2 separate regions of the Mus musculus genome follow, and region 2 is linked to region 1. Evidence: chromatin contacts called from public promoter capture Hi-C data. All regions are on one chromosome and are shown on one strand. The core of a region is the stretch at or near the end of the contact, and the rest is flanking DNA. Distances in the headings are between cores, read along the strand shown. Region 1 holds the start of Kdm4a (lysine (K)-specific demethylase 4A). Region 2 holds the start of Cldn19 (claudin 19).

What was found. Promoter capture Hi-C pulls out the DNA fragments that hold promoters and counts their contacts.
Region 2: a contact with region 1 is called in a promoter capture Hi-C map of embryonic stem cells, with 6 times the contacts expected there. The contact joins the promoter of Cldn19 here to the promoter of Kdm4a in region 1. A contact is called at or near these places in 1 of 39 promoter capture datasets (embryonic stem cells) and 1 of 484 Hi-C or Micro-C datasets (B cells).

Annotation. Positions count from the first base shown.
Region 1 is chr4:118,176,713-118,182,055 of GRCm38.p6, forward strand. It overlaps Kdm4a (lysine (K)-specific demethylase 4A), which reads right to left and starts at 3,331. Exons shown (of 22, transcript NM_001161823.1): 1 at 3,181-3,331; 2 at 683-864. The coding sequence starts at 820.
Region 2 is chr4:119,252,525-119,257,867 of GRCm38.p6, forward strand. Cldn19 (claudin 19) reads left to right here and starts at 2,945. Exons shown (of 5, transcript NM_001038590.1): 1 at 2,945-3,271; 2 at 4,362-4,526; 3 at 4,628-4,712. The coding sequence starts at 3,049. Gm12927 (a long non-coding RNA gene) reads right to left here and starts at 4,726. Exons shown (of 2, transcript XR_376592.4): 1 at 4,343-4,726; 2 at 1-261.

The DNA.
Region 1 (5,343 bases), core at 2,081-4,580:
AAACGGCGGGACAGCTCCCCTTGGCTCAGAGGAAGTCTTCCGCATCAGTCTGAAAGGGTTCCTTCCGAAATGCAATCGCGTTACCGTGGGGGACTCAGAAAACCTCGTGAGTGACTGAACATAGAAAGGGTTGGTTGACTAGGGGTCGGGAGGGCGGCCCTACTTCAGTGCATAGGAAGAATAGAAACCAACTCCAAACTACAGAGACCAGAACCCTTATGTGGCCTGGCCAGTGAGTCTCTCCCTTGAAGAAAGTCCCTGAGGGAAACCGAACTGTATCAGTGCAGGGGGGACCAAAATGAGAGGGGCAGGTGTTGGGAATGCCAGTGGCAGGTAAAAGCTGTAAACCATGGAGCCCCAGGCCAGGCCTGGGGACACTGGCTCTGTATGTCCCTTTCCTGTCCCACCTGCATACCATCCTATCAGCAAGGATCAGGACTACTCAGGTTTTTTCCTGGTGTTCACTTAGAAAAAAAAAAAATAGCACCACTGTCCATTTCCTCTTTAGGGACTCAGGAAACATGATTGCCACAGGCTGTGTGAAAGGAAGACTGGACTGGAGAGAGAGGAGCATCAGTAATTCAATGCAAATAAGTACAAGCCCGCCACTAATTTCCAATTACAGAGGCCAGAAATATTCTCATAGCGGCTGCCGAAGCAGGTTCACATTCCTGCTCCCTACCTTGGCTAGCCCAGCCCGATGAGCTCCTTGGGATTCAATGTAGGCAATGTAGCGGCTGAAGTTCCGGAACTCTTCCATGGTGGGGTAAAAGGTCATGATCCGAGCACTGGGGTTCAAAGTTTCTGATTCAGAAGCCATCTTGTCTTCTCTGTTTTTGAGGCCGATTTTGCTAGGATAAAAACCTGAAGTGTTAAGAGAACAAAAGTAAGTGACAAGGAACTGCCCCCTACTACAATGCTTATTTAAATGGACTAGATGGACAAGCAGAATCTGTTCCGTTTAAAAAGAACCCGAGGGGGCTGGTGAGATGGCTCAGTGGGTAAGAGCACCCGACCGCTCTTCCGAAGGTTCGGAGTTCAAATCCCAGCAACCACATGGTGGCTCACAACCATCCGTAACAAAATCTGACTCCCTCTTCTGGATTGTTTGAAGACAGCTACAGTGTACTTACATATAATAAATAAATAAATCTTTAAAAAAAAAAAAAAAAAAAAAAGAACCCGAGGAAACCAGAAGATGCCCAGCAGCCCAGCACGAGGGAGAAAGAAGGCAGGATGTAGAGTTAGTAATCCAACATCTACAATGAGTACACCTGGTCAAGGGGAATAATGTGGTGGTGGTAACACTCCTTTAATCCCAGTACTCAGGAGGCAGAGGCAGGTCAACCTGGTTTACAGAATGAGTTCTAGGACAGCCAGAGCTTCTAAAAAGCTTCCTATGGGCTGTTTTCTGGAGCACGGCATCACAAGATTCTAAACCACTGAGAAGTCACTTAGCTGCAGACTCTAAGGCTTCAGGGGGTTCAAGTTTTAAAAGTACTTTGATAGTAACAGTATGTTAGGAGTTTAAAACACTGAAGGGAAACTCTTCTATCTAAATCAAAATGGTTTCAGCAGTACTCAATGAACTCCGATGGCTCAACTGCACTGAAAGCAGGCAATGAGCTGGCAATACAGGGCACACTCCCCAACTGCCGGGAGAAAATACATAGACATTTTTGGATGAGGTCCTCAAGTAAGTGGGCAGAGCCTAAACCCAGTGTTGGTAATACAACAGATCGCCACAATCGCCACAACCAGAAAAAGACAATGCATGCTAAAAAGGAGCCAGTTTAGAAGCAAAACTGGTATGTCCTTCACTGGACCTCCTCACTCACAGCCCAGGAGTTCTGTTTCCTCAAAGCCACTGGCAGTCCTACTCACTATACAGGAGAAAGCTGCCTACAACCTGCCCACAACCTAGCATGGGTTTTGGGAAGCAGCATGGAGGCAAACTCCAGGGCATTAAACAGAAACCCTGTCATGGTAACTCTTGGGTTTCCATTCCACTCCAAGGGAGGGATTTCTGGCTAGGCATTTTTCATTAACTTTGCATAAAAGATATACTGTTATCCCTGCTTTACATACCAGGAAATGTATCCAAAGTGCCCCCTCTAAAGCATCTTCTACCACTTTCTGCTACCTCAGCTCTAATACTTACATGAACTAAGACTTCTCTGAAAGTGTGGAGGAACTTGAAGCCTATTCAATTTAGGAGACTTTTCCTTTTAAAAGGAAATTTTCAATATATTCTACTTTTGAAATTTTTACAAAAAGGTATCATAAATATCAGACTGGGGCTCCTCCCCTGGGCTTCAAAGGTGGTCACAATGTTGCTTCATCTGCCTCTAGCTCTGTTTATCTTTGTGTGTCCAGAAGCTAGAACAATGCTCGCCACAAAGTAGGCACTCAGTAACTGCTGAATAACTCATATCCTCTGCTCACTTTAGCGGATCATCCCATTACTTTAACTCTAGGGTTCCATTCCCGCGATCTATTCCCTTGGGGAAATCTGGTCTGGGGCACCTTCCCGTCCGCCTTCAGCAACAAAGCAAAGAGTACCGGGAGCTAAACCTTCGGCTCTAGAGTGAAAACTCTGAATACCGGTCTGATCTCTGTCACTTTTTAACACCTTGGCTGTGTGAATGGACTGGATGAGTCTCAGTTTCTCCACCTGCAAAATGGGGACCCCAAACCCCTGCCTTGATGGATCGTATGATTAACTTAGATGATGCAAGCGAGCCCTAAACGCTAGGCCCGGTAAGCACTCCATAAAGGCAGCTGTTGCTAACAGTGACCTGAAACTCCCGCACTCTCCGCCCCCGCAGCCACCCCCGCGGCATCCCTCCAAAGGCAGCCCGGTTCCCAGTGTCCCCACACACCACTTACAGACACTGCCCCTCCCGGCCCCACCGCCTAGGCGAGGGAGGCCCGGCCGCAGGAAGAAGAAAATAAGGCCCAGTGGGCCCGCCCCCCTCTCCCGACGCCCATTGGCCACTAGAGATTGGAAAGAACCAATCGCAAAACTTATTTTAGAAGCTCCTTTCTCTATTGCTCAAACCCCATGTCGATCACAGAGCACAGAAAGACCCACCTCACCACCCTCCCCCACTGGAGCTCACGGCCAAGGGTTTTGGCAGCATCAACCCCTTGGGGAATCCAAAACCCGATGGCTCTCACCTGGAGCCTAAAGCCCTAGCAGGGCTCAGGCCCGATTGCTGTTGTCGCCACTCGCCGATCCCACTGTCTTTCTTGAGGGCGAAAGACAGAGCTCCGCCTCCTTTAAAGTCTGACTCTGCGCAGCCTCACAGAGCCCATAGTCAACCAACCCAAGAATGGCTTTAGGTCCTCAGCTAACCAATGAACACTCACTACACCGACTCGGCGTCTGGAACTACGAGTCCGCTTAGCCTATGAGCGTCGTCTCGAGCTGTTGCCAGGAGAAAACGCTGAGCCTCCGGGGACTGGGGCCACTGAGCATCAGGGCTGGATCCAGAGTTAGCCTATCAGAGGCTGACTCAGATCTCCATAGTTAAGCTGGGTAGAAAGAAGCGAATACCCTGAAATGGGCTAGCCGGTTATGGGGAAGGGCGAGCAGGTGGTTATAGGATGTTTCTAGCGAAAGGATAAGCCTAATTTTCTTGGAGTAACTCCTTTGCCTAAGATATAAAGGCGATGGAAGACCTCCGGGAAAGTTTCTAAAGTCAAGGAGTTCAGAGAACGTGACCAGCATGTCCAAGTTTGCCCAGTACTCTCAGTTTGACTCTCTTCTCTAAGAAGCCCCTCGCCTGCTGGCAAGGCGGGTTAGGTAAAGATCTGCTCCAGGAGAAGGAGCCCTGGGGGGTCATTAGGACAGATCCTGAAGGAAGATATCCCTGAGGCTTTTTAAAAGCGGCTCCCCTTGAGCGAAAATTTGGGGTCATTAGCAGCTCTTGGAGCGAACAGGGTGATTCTAAGAATCATTAAAGGCACTTCAGGGGGCCGAACAGGATCCCTAGAAGTCATTAGGAGCAGTTCCTGAGAGGCTGTGAGCAGCCTTAAGGAGTTCCCAGATTGTCAAGGACGATGAAGAAAGAGAGGTTAACACCCTTATAAGTCAAATAAGGAGGAGAACTCACTAGGGCATAAAACATGAGCAAAATTCCCGATAGCACCGGGAAGAAGAGTTGTATTGTGTTTGAACTGCTTTCAAAACCAACCCTTCGGTACAGAGAGATGACTGAGAGGAAAGGCACAAGTCTTATGATCTGAGGTAAGCTGTTGAAGGAGAGAATCAATACAAGTTCACAAGATGTCCTCTGACTTTAGTGGATTGCAGTGTCACCGCCGCCACAAACACACTAAATAAATAGGTTAAAAAAAAAAAAAGTAAGCTGGGCGGTGGTGGCACATGCCTTTAATCCTAGCACTTGGGAGGCAGAGGCAGGCAGATTTCTGAGTTTGAGGCCAGCCTGGTCTACAAAGTGAGTTCCAGGACAGCCAGAGCTATACAGAGAAACCCGGTCTCAAAAAATACCAAAAAAAAAAAAAAAAAAAAGTTTTTAAACAACTTCTCGTCCATGCCTGGATTTTTCAAGGGGAACAAATTCAGGAGAGTTGAGATGGATGGCAAGAGTTTACCAATGTTAACTAAAAGGAGATACTTCATAGAATGCTATGGGTTAAATATCTAGGCACATATCTGATGAAAAGGGTGCTTTAAAAAAAATGAGAGGCCAGCCTGGAATAGGTAGTTCCAGGATAACCAGAGTTACATAGTAAGACTCTTTCTTAAGAGGGAGAGATGCAGCCGGGCATGGTGGTGCACGCCTTTAATCCCAGCACTCAGGAGGCAGAGGCAGGCAGATTTCTGAGTTTGAGGCCAGCCTGGTCTACAAAGTGAGTTCCAGGACAGCCAGGGCTATACAGAGAAACCCTGTCTCTATATATAAGAGGGAGAGATACAGAGATAGATATGTGGGCATCATGGCACAAGCCTACCAATCTTAGCCCTTGAGGGGTAGAGGCAAGAAAATCAGAAGTTCATAGCTGGGCATGGTGGCACGTCTTTAATTACAGATCTTGGGAGACAGAGACAGGTGGATCTCTGTGAGCTTGAGGCCACCCTGGTCTACATAAGGAGTTTCAGGACAGCCAGGGGTACATTTTAGAACTTGTCTCAAAACAAAACAAAAAAAGTTGTTCAAGGACATCCTGGGCTACATAGCAAATTCCAAGCCAGCATGGACAACATAAAACCCCAACTCCAAAAGAAGGAAGAAGAGAAGGAGAAGGGACATTAACTATCGTGTGTATATGTGTGATATTTATATTGATCATATATTATGATAGATAGATCGATAG
Region 2 (5,343 bases), core at 1,695-4,194, 1.1 Mb after region 1:
AGTGAAAGCACTTGATTTATTTACTTTTAAACTGTGACTTGTGTCTACCCCAGGCAGTTCCCGTCAGCTCTGATGGGAGGCTGGGCTAGGGACCCTGAGCCATCAGCTCTCTATGCATGCCTGAGAGTTACTGGGCTGCAGAACCACGGAGAATGGAGGGTTCCCTAGGGTGGAGAAGCTGTGCTGCTTGGGCTAAGAAACTTGTAGCCTCAGGAGTAGGTCTTGAATTCCAGATGGCTTTGGAACACTGGTACAGGAAGGCTGTTGGTGAAGCAGAGAATATTCAGGTAGAACAGACCCAAATCTCAAATGACAAAGGAAAAAAAAAAAACTGCAGGAGTTTCAGGGGACGATATAAGAATCGTGGAACCTTACGCTGGCTGGTGGTGAATTAACCTAACCCGGCACTCTGGAGGCAGAGGCAGGTGTATCTTTCTGAGTTCCAGGCCAGCCTGGTCTATAGAGCTAGTGCCAGGATAGCCAGGGCTACACACATGAGAAGAAAAAGTAATTATGGAGGCTCTGGGTTTTTAGTCTGGGGATGACCTGAAGGAAGGAAGGTGTAGACAGACAGGCTTCCTGCTGCCCCTCAGGCTTCAAATCTGGGACACATTAGCTCTGGGGACAATGAGCACCATCCCCTCCACCTCAGCTCTCACATGTCTGGAGACAGGGGTCACAGCTAGTGTTCAGTGTGGTCCTGATGCTCCAGAACTCAGGGATCTGACCAGTGTGTCCAAGGTCAGAACGAGGCTTGGTTCTTCCTCACAGAGAACTCTTTGCCAGAGGCCAAGGCTCAGCTTGGGGAGAGAGGAACTTGTCTGGCCTTTCCAATAGCCTCTGTAGAGTTGCTACCAGTGCAGACCCTCTGACTCCCCTAAGCTTCATGCCAGCTCAGCAAAACAGTATCTCTTTTTTGGGGGTGGTGGTGGATGAGGCAGGGTTTCTCAGTGAAGTCCTGGAACTCACTCTGTAGACCAGGCTGGCCTCGAACTCAGAGATCCGCCTGACTCTGCCTCCCGAGTGCTGGGATTAAAGGCATGTGCCACCACTGCCCGGCTTTTAATGATGAAGATGCTGAACTCCTCAGTTGTCTCATTAGTAGGGAGCAGCTTATGAGGCACTCCCATCCCTATCCCCACTCCCTCCAAAAGGCAGAAAGGCAAAGACATGGGGAGAGGCCATAGGAACCAGCACCTACACAGCCCAGTTACCTGCCTAGTTGGAAGGTCTGCCTTGAGGTTACCTGAGCCTTACTACCCCCAGGAGTCTTTTGCTTGTATCTCCTGCCTCACTCTGGGCTCTGGTAATCTCCCCTGTTTCCTTTGGTTCTGTTGTCTTATCGTTCATGGCAGGAGAATTTGAAGTCTGAACCATCTTTTCTGTCACCCTTCTGGCCCCCACTGCTATTTTGGGGATTGGCCAGCTACTCTAAGAAGCAGGTCCAGTGTGCACAAGAAGTCAGAGGGACCCAGTGTGTGGCACTGTCTACCAAACAGCACTCGCCCCTTACCCAGCTTCCCCCAGGTCCCTGGAGCTGAGCTGGAGCTGCAGGCCATACCAGGGGCCCACGCCCTGAGCAGGCACATAGGCTTGCCATTGTCTGAGAGTGCCAGGCACCCACGTGAGGAATGTAAGGCAGCAGGCTGGGGGTTTGTCCCTGCTGTGGGGGTTGAAGGTGTGGGGGAGGAAGCTGGCCATGTTGCAGCTCAGGAAAGGCAGTGGGATGGATGCAGGGGATGTAAGAGAGGTGGCTGGGAGGCTGGAGCGGGAGCAGGGGTGTGACATTCCTCCTGCACCCATGCCAAGCCTGTGGGGCTGAAATGAACGTGAGAGGATTGCTAATGAGACCCAGGGGAGTTAAACATTCCCTGCTCCCGAGGGCTGAGTGAGAAGGGGCGGGCAGGGGTCTAGGAGCGGTGAGCCTGAACCCCAGGAATGCACAGAGGCCCCTGCCCCTGCCAGGCTGTTCTGGAGCTAGGGGCCAGGGCCTGCTGTCTCAGGTCCCAGCAGGAGCTGCTGAACCAGCCAGCAAAGGGATTAACTGGCTGAGCAGTTCTTCTTCCTCCAAGTTCAGGACAGATGCTGGCGCAGATCTCCCCAGCTCCCCACCACGTCCTGAGGCTGGCAGACAGCTACCACTGGCCCAGTTACTGTGGGTCCCTCTTCTGACTCCTCAGATCGCAGACAGACCCCATAGCACATCTTCCCTGCTTTGGCCTCTCCCATTTTGATAGACATGGTTTCCAGGTACCTAGGACTCTTCTCCCCAGCAGCTCATATTTAACTGAGTCTCTGCACATCTGGCCTTAAAGCCCTGATCCAAAACTAACTCCAGGGGATCTAGGTCAGTGGTAGAGTGCTTGCCTAGCATGTACAACAAAGCCTGGTTTCCATACCCAGCACACACACACACACACACACACACACACACACACACACAGAGAGAGAGAGAGAGAGAGAGAGAGAGAGGAAGAGAGAGAGAGAGAGAGAGAGAGAGAACTCTATAGTTTTTTCCTGCTGTAACTAAAATTTCTTTCTTTTTCTGTCCTCAAGTCAGTGGGCAAGAAACCGCCGCTTCAGATCAGGCACTGAAGCACAGCAAAGCCATCCACTGAGCTGGTGCTGGGGAAGGGATTAGGAGAATCCCAGAGCACTGGAATCACTCCTAAAGGGGTTTCCCTGGTTAAAAGGGGGAAGAGTCACTCCTCCTAGCCCCTCCCTTCCTTACTATTGAGACAGGGAGGGCAGGGGTACCCCAGCTTGGATCCTAGGTTCTACCCTCCACTCCCAAGAAACTGGGCGAAAAGAGCTCTGCTGGGGACTGTCTGTGGGCGGGTTTTGGCCTTTTCCAGCCCCAAGGCCGCCCCCTGCATTCTGGAATCAGCAGCCACTGCCTCTGCTGGCCAGCCAGCCATCCCCTCTCCTCCTCTCCTCCTGTGCCACTTAGCTCCCCTTTTCCGGCTGTTCCTCTTACCATGACCACAACGCTCCTCCACACCCTGGCCCATCTCTGAGTCCTGGAACTCTCAGACTCCTACCTGGGCCATGGCCAACTCGGGCCTCCAGCTCCTGGGCTACTTCCTAGCCTTGGGCGGCTGGGTGGGCATCATCGCCAGCACTGCCCTGCCACAGTGGAAGCAGTCTTCCTATGCAGGCGATGCCATCATCACTGCCGTGGGCCTCTACGAAGGGCTGTGGATGTCTTGCGCCTCTCAGAGCACCGGGCAGGTGCAATGCAAACTCTACGATTCACTCCTGGCCCTGGACGGTAGGCCTCCGGTGGGAGCCGGGGAGGGGGCACTGACGGGGCACTGACTGGGCTGGGGAGGTTGTCGGCAAGCTTTTTCACAGCCTGTCCTTAGTGCTGGGTGGCACACTCCAGCCCCTGTGGGAGTCCCTAACTTCTGTCCTGTGTACACCGGAGAGTCCAGGCCAGTCAGGTCTCTAGGCTCTGAGGAGGCAGGAACACAAGAAGCTGGCAGCCTGGGCTCCCGGTCCTAATACCCACTCATTCAACCCTTGCGTTCTAATGTTCTCCTGTGTAACCAGGCCATTAATACACAGGGCATGGGAGGGTGGACTGAGATGAGGGTCTGGTTTCATAAGCCTGTTATCATTCTCCACTCCTCTTCTCTCCATATTCCATATTGACAGATATGTTTACACACACACACCGACACACACACACACACACACACACACACACGGACACACACACACACACGGACACACACACACACAGAGTCAGACACCATTACAGCTCTGACCTTGGGGACCATCGCACTTGCACTCCGACAGGGCTCAAAGTAGAGCCCACACAGTCAGTCCCACTCACACTGGTCCAGACAAACCACTGGCCTGCCTCCCTCAGGGATCTAAGTCTCCTGCTGCCTGGGGCCTAGAACTGACCAATACACTCCCAAAGAAAAAAGCATAGGATTCCATGATTGACAGGGACGATTGACAGGGTTGCTGCTGGGAACCAAGCTGGGTTTAGCTGGTTCTCAGGCACTTTCAGCTCTACCTCTGGTGATCCTGAGTGATACTCTGCCCCATCTCCTGCTGCTTGATTGAGGGTGTACCAGACCCAGGAGAAAGGAGCCAGTCAGGGCCGGTGGGAAACGGGGTCAGCAGTGACAATGACCTCACTCTGCCCCCTCTCCTCAAACACTCATTGTCTCTTCTCACAAGCAGGCAAGTGCTCAGGCCTCTTCAGGCTTCTACCCAAGCCCTTCCACGCCAGCTTCCTCTCATTTCAGGTCTAACACCTCCATTTTGCACCCCCCTACAACCCCACCACCCCACCACCCCTCTCCGAGTTCCCCACTCGTGCTCAGACCTTTCTTAACCTGCCTCAGGTCATATCCAGTCAGCACGAGCCCTGATGGTCGTGGCTGTGCTCCTGGGCTTTGTGGCCATGGTGCTCAGTGTCGTGGGCATGAAGTGCACTCGGGTTGGAGACAGTAACCCCACTGCCAAGAGCCGTGTGGCCATCTCCGGAGGTGCTCTCTTCCTCTTGGCAGGTGAGTGCCCAGCTTCCTCTCCCCTCTTGACTATGTGGCTAGCCCAGCTTTTGCGGCTGGCCGGCCCAGGCAGAGCTGAGCTTCCCTACTTGGTTCTTTAGGTCTCTGTACTTTGACTGCTGTCTCCTGGTATGCTACCCTGGTAACACAGGAATTCTTCAACCCCAGCACTCCTGTCAATGCCAGGTGAGTGCTGGGGCTGGGCCTCCTTCCTATCTGTCCTACCCGGGCCCAGGGCTGTCACTTGGAAGAGGAAATAGGTAACAGGCCCCAGCTAGTTTCTAAGAAAGGAGAGCCACGTGAAGTCTGAAGTCTAACTCCACGTTCTTGCCGGGGTGACCTGGATCACTTGTGACTTAGCCTTTTCCTGTCAGAACCAGGTCTCCTGTGGTTGGGAGGACCTAAGAGGTGATGAGGAGAGGGACTTCTCCCAGGGCTCAGCACACCTGGGCTTGTTTTACTTCCGTTAGTGTCAGCAGGCCAAGATGGCTTCCTGGAGGAGGAAGTAGAATGGGGGGGGGGGTGCTGGAAACATGAGACTGGAGAAAATAGCTAAGGTAAGGCCCAGCAGCTATGAGAATTTGCTCTTCATCCTGGGTAAGGCTGTAGCTGCCCTCTGCTGTGTGCAGGGAGGAGGCCAGTGCAGACAACTGGCTGCTGCCTTGCTTTCAGCAGGGGGCTCTGACTGAGGGAGGTAGCTTCAGGAAGCAGGCCATTTGTAAGGCCACTGGTGGGTGAAGGACTAGGTAAGAGATTTCAGATGGGCCTGAGTCTACCTGGGTTTTCCCTTCCTTTCAGCCCAGACAGGAGTGAAGAA